Regions from separate parts of the Hordeum vulgare genome. Here region 1 is linked to region 2. The links are chromatin contacts, called in public Hi-C maps. All regions are on one chromosome and are shown on one strand. The core of a region is the stretch at or near the end of the contact, and the rest is flanking DNA. Distances in the headings are between cores, read along the strand shown. Region 1 holds the start of LOC123441433. Region 2 holds the start of LOC123442789 (protein BREAST CANCER SUSCEPTIBILITY 2 homolog A-like).

Region 1 (2,877 bases), core at 176-2,675, 240 kb after region 2:
GAGTTCATAGAAAAACAGAATAATGCCTTAAGAATGATAACATGATGTAGACAAGATCTATTCATGTAGGAACATGCCCCATCATTTTATCCTTGATAGCAACGATACATGCGTGTCATGTCTCTTTCTGTCAATCAGATTGAGCACCGCAAGATCGAACCCATCACAAAGCACCTCTTTCCATTACAAGATAAACGATCAAGTTGGCCATACAAAAACCAAATATCAAAGAAGAAATACGAGGTTATAATAATCAAGCATGAATATGTTTTCATAGATCTGATCATAAACTCATAATTCATCGGATGCCAACAAACACACCACAAAGAAAGAGTTGCATCATATGGATCTCCAAGAAACCATTGTATTGAGAAACAAAACGAGAGAAAAAATCATCTAGCTACTGCCTACGGATCCGTAGGTCTGATATGAACTACTCACGCATCATCGGAGGAGCACCAATAAGGATGGTGAACCCCTCCGTGATCGTGTTCCTCTCCGAAAAAAGCTCTAGATTAGATTTCGCGTCTCCGGAACTTGCGGCGACTGAAACGATTTTTCGTCGACTCCTCTAGGGTTTGATGAATATTGAGATATTTATAGAGCTCAGAGGCGATGGAGAAGGTTCCCGAGGGCCCCACTAGACACGAGGCCACGCTAGGGTAGCGCGGCCTGATGTCTAGTGCCCCCCTAGGCCTCATCTGTTGCTCATTCTTGATTCACAAGTTTTCTTCTGATCTAAAAAAATCTCTATAAGTTTCGTGGCAATTGGACCTAATCTGATATGGATTTTTTGCGAAGGAAAAAAAGCAAAAAACAGCAAGTGTCACTAGGCACTATGTCAATAGGTTAGTTTTAAAAAAATAATATAATTTCAATAAAATGATTATAAAACATTCAAGAATGATAACATAGCAAAATGGAACAATTAAAAAAATATAGATACGTTGTAGACGTCTTACACACGCGCGAACATTTCTTCCTAAAGTATATGAACATATGTTATTGCTCTAGTTATCAGTGATCAACTCCTAAAAATACATGATTTTCTTTAAATGCACAAGCTTTTTCTAACACACGAATATTTCTTGTGCAAACACGATCACCTTTTTAAATCATGAGACTATTTTCCCAAACATATGGACATATTTTGTTGACATACATGAATATTTTAATTTCCAATAATTCTAAGTAACTTATTTTTTAGGGGAAAATAACTCTCTTTTTTTGAGAAATATCTTTAAATAAATATCTTTTTGGGACAAAATAATAAACAAACTAACGAAGCTGGTTTTGGGCTGAGCCAGTTCGAGTTCTGCAGGCGGCTGCTGTTCGAGCCCACCTCGGCTCGCTCCATGGGCCGAGGAGACCGTAACCCGTAACCGTAAGAGCGTACAAGCCCAATGCCCACAACGCGCAACAGCTCCACCAACCCAACCGGCGAGTTGCTCACCGGCCGGCCAAAATCGTCTGAGCCGCTTCCTGGATCTGCGGCCGCGTTTGCCTCGCCGCCGGCAAGCATGGCGCGGGCGCGGCTGGCGAAGGAGCGCCCCGCGAGCACGCCGGGGAAGCCAGCAGACCGGAGGCGGCCGCTCCGCTTCGCCGCCTTCCTGCTGCTCGCCGACGCCGCGCTCGTCGCCCTCATCGTCGCCTTCGTCCCCTGTCCGCGCCCTGCCCCCGCTCCCTATTTCCCTCCCAGTCATCTCCTGCTCGCAGCTAACCTCCGCGTCGTTGCTCCCGTGTGCAGATACCAAGATCGACTGGGACGCCTACATGTCTCAGGTACCTGCGATCGAGCACCAAGCTCGTTTTTTTTCTCCTCTTTTGGTCGGAGAATCTCGAATTCGGGTCTAACCAGAGGTTCTGACTTCCGGGTGATGATTCCGCGTGGAAGGTGGATGCTTTTCGGGATGGGGAGACGGACTACACCAAGATCGAGGGCGACACCGGGCCGCTGGTCTACCCTGCCGGCTTCCTCTACGTCTACTCCGCCATCAAGTTCCTCACCGCCGGCCAAGTGTTCGCTGCTCAGGTCACCTTTTCGGTGCTAAATTTGTTTGTCAGCATCGTCTTGTTTGCTTGTGTTGCCGTATCAGTCATGCTGGTAGCTGTGCTTAGGCAATGCGCTTTTGTGTTGTGTCTGCAGATTCTGTTCGGCGTTTTGTACCTTGTCAACCTGAGCCTTGTTCTGCTGCTCTACGTCAAGACTGAAGTGGTATGAATGTGAAATTGATGATGTGTTTCACATAATTCCGTGTTAGTTTCACAGTTCTGAACTCAGAACAGTCTAAAGCTTAGTTCAACAAGGATAACTGTAAATTATCTCCGTTCGGAAATAAATGACGCTGTATCGGTTTAAATTTGAACTAAAACAGCGTCACTTATTTCCGAATGGAGGGAGTACAATTTTACAATGGACACCCAAACTGTTCAACTGTTTTTTTACCTGTAAGAATTTCTGTAACAAATCTGTGCGACCAAGCTTCCAAGGGCAGCACTTCATAGAGCTGTTTACCTAAAGTTGTTTCTGATGCCTCCCTGTTTCTTGATCATGACAACCAGCTTCCTTGGTGGGCTTTAGGTTTGCTTTGCTTATCAAAGCGAGTTCACTCCATCTTTGTGCTCCGTCTTTTCAACGATTGCGTTGCTATGACATTGCTCCATGCTGCCATGGTCTTGATTGTCTATCACAAGTGGTACCTCGGCCTAATTATTTTCAGGTGATTACAAACTGTGTGAATATGACATTGATTTATCGTTTCATCCATGCTTGTTTCTTACAAAGTACTCCCTCTGTAAAGAAATATAAGAGCGTTTAGATCACTATAAGGGCGTTTAGATCACCACTTTAGTAATCTAAACGCTCTTATATTTCTT
Region 2 (2,883 bases), core at 336-2,835:
CTATTCTATCATTCAAACTCGAAACAAAAATGTTATTTTTTTGAATTTTCTCTACGAAATGAAAGACCGAAACCGACCAATTTCTAGTTTTTTAGGAATAAACCAAACTTTATTAATTAAAGACCACACTTTGTGGGACACAATTTGGGTCATGTGGTTGGCCAGACCAAACATGACGATCTAGAGCCAGCGAAAGGGAAAATCTAGCTTAACTATATGCGTCAACAATGGCCGCACGACCTTCGAAAATAAAATTACACAAAAAGGTAGAAGTTCTAGTCCTTATCTGTGTGATGATTGGTCCTGTTCTTCCATGACTGCCGTGCTTACAGTCTTCAACCAATTGCTTTGAATCATAAGCTATGCTAATATTCTGAAGCTGTAGGTCTTGGACTAGCGAGAGAGCTTCGCGACAGACACACCTTGCGAAAATAGGCGGTTCCGGCAGCATGCGGGCTAGGGATAAATCCTATTTGGCGTTGCAGGCGCCGGTTAAAGTGCATTTTTCTTAACCGACGCCTGCAGTGTTCGGTCATTTGCCGACCTATGTAAGTTCTAGCGGGAGGGAGGTTTTTCCGATTTTGTGAAGCTTTTGGAAGCTTCCTAGATGGGTTTTTTCATTTAGGTTTTTTCAGGACTGATTTTTCTTCAATTTTTCTCTATTTCTTATTTTTGTATCCTTTTTTATGAATTTTTTCAAATTAACAATCTTTTTTCCAAATAAATGAAGCTTTTTAAAAAATTTATGAACTTTTTTGAATATCGATGATCTTTTTTCAAATTTTGATGAACTTTTTTGAATTTTTATGATTTGTTTTTGAAAGGGATGAACTTTTTCAAAATTGATGAACTTTTTAAATATTTGTGATTTTTTCCAGTTGAACGAACTTTTTGAAAAAGTACATGATTTTTTATTTTGGTTTTCGAATTTGGTGAACTTTTGAAAAAAATGTTATTTCTTTTCAGATTAGGTGAACTTTTGTTCCAAATCCTATGAACGTTTTTCAAACTTTATGACTTGTTTTTCAAATTTGATTATTTTTTTAAAAGTTCAATGATTCTTTATCAAATTTGATTACTATTTTGCAAATTCGATAAACTTGTTTCTGTTTTGTGAACTTTTTTCGAAATTAATGATCATTTTTTCGAATTGGTGAACTTTGTTTCGAAAGATTTGATGAACTTTTCATATTTTTGTGGACTAATTTTCAAATTCAAGATATTGTTTTTAGATGCACGAACATTTTTTATTTTCATGATTTTTAAATAATAATTCAAAAGGCAAAGGTTGACCAATGGATCAACCAATTTACCATGACAATTTTTACTTTCTAGAAATTCAACGACTGGTGTATGGGATCGGGCGTCCACCTTTTTGTTGGGCCGGACCAGGATCCGACGCTGCAGGCACCGGGAGAGGGAACGGGCTCGTGCAGCGCCGTGTAGGAGCACCCCGGGCTAGGCTCTGACCCGACCAGGCTGGACATCCCTGTGTGCCCGCAAGCCCACGGTACGGTAGGGCCGGCCCATCTTCCTCGGGCGCGACGAAAAAAAAGCGGGAGCGAGCACGCTGCGCGCCGCTTGGCCATCACCCTTTCCAAGAGAGTTTCGTCCCAAATCTCTCTCGCTCTCTCTTTTCGGACCCGTCGCGCCGCCGGCGATTGAGCGAGAGATTCCCGCCGAGATTCCGGGAGAGACCCCCGCCGCGATGCCGAGAAGGTGGCAGGTCTGGGGCCGGCCCGACGGCAGCCAAGTCTGGATCCCCGCCCCCGACCCCGACGCGCCGCCGCCGCCCGCCGCGGCCCCGCCTCTTCCTGCGCCGGGGCGCGCCGCGGGGATAGCCGCCGCTTCATTCGAGGACGCGCCGGCCAAAGGTACGGCCCCATCGTCCTCTCATCTCGGCGTCTGTTCCTTCCTAGAAATTGTGCTGGATACTGACTTGACTGGCCCCCCTCCCGCGTCGTCGTTTCTCCGATCCGAAACCCTAGGCCAGGACGCTGCTGACGGCTGCCGCGTAGAGTCCATGGCCGACCTCCTCGTCCAGGGTACCGCCTCCTCCCTTCACCTCGTCATACTTGGTCCTGTCAGTGCGAGCACGGTGTGCCCTCATGTGTGTATACCCCGTCTCGGCGTTTGGACGCAAATGCTTTTTTTTAACTGGTGACTGGCCTGTTGCTGCTGATGGAATCTGCAGCGCGGAGCAAGCTGCTCGAAGGTGATGGGATGGCCGGAGCAACCGGGGATGCAGGAAAAGGTGAGCTGTTCTGCACTGGGTCGGGGAGACCAGTGTCTCTCAGCGAGAGGGCTATAAGGAGGGCCAGGGCTTTGGTCGGGGAGGAGGTGGAGAAGGCTGGCATTAAGAGAAGTAAGAGCTTATGTGCCCAACTTTTCGTTTGCTTCGGTCGAATTGTTCCGTTGTCCGTTTCTGTATGTTCTCTGCTGGGCTGACCAGATTTTGTGTTTCAGAGCAACCATTTGGGGATGTACCTGATGTAGAGGGCGGATTGAGAGGAATGGACGCCCCATTTAGAGGTAAGACTTGCTTCCTTTTTCTCTGCAGAGACAAGATTGAATGTTGCAATGATAGCCAGAAAGTGCCTAGGTTTGATAGCTGTACGAACTTTATTTTCTCGAGGTTATGCATCACTATCAGTTTTCCATCTTATGAAATTTAGGTGGAGTGCATAACACTGCCATGCCCCCATTGTTCCAAACTGGATCAGGAAAAGCAGTCTTGCCAGGCAGAGACTCAATCCAAAAGGCAAGAGTTATTTTAGAAGGTAGGAAGTTTAACACATGTTTACTTTCTATGTAAATGCTGAAAGTGCTTTGTTATCACTTTGTTCATGGCAACATTTATATGGCTCGGAGTAATTTAGGATC

Evidence for each region. Hi-C and Micro-C count contacts between places; a contact is called where the count stands out from the background.
Region 1: a contact with region 2 is called in a Hi-C map of seedling, with 1.9 times the contacts expected there. The contact joins the promoter of LOC123441433 here to the promoter of LOC123442789 in region 2. A contact is called at or near these places in 2 of 6 Hi-C or Micro-C datasets (leaf and seedling).

The regions. Positions count from the first base shown.
Region 1 is chr3H:31,529,934-31,532,810 of MorexV3_pseudomolecules_assembly, forward strand. It overlaps LOC123441433, which reads left to right and starts at 1,426. Exons shown (of 24, transcript XM_045117871.1): 1 at 1,426-1,662; 2 at 1,748-1,782; 3 at 1,895-2,032; 4 at 2,147-2,215; 5 at 2,563-2,720. The coding sequence starts at 1,521.
Region 2 is chr3H:31,285,553-31,288,435 of MorexV3_pseudomolecules_assembly, forward strand. LOC123442789 (protein BREAST CANCER SUSCEPTIBILITY 2 homolog A-like) reads left to right here and starts at 1,586. Exons shown (of 16, transcript XM_045118923.1): 1 at 1,586-1,874; 2 at 1,989-2,045; 3 at 2,195-2,365; 4 at 2,467-2,532; 5 at 2,676-2,780. The coding sequence starts at 1,709.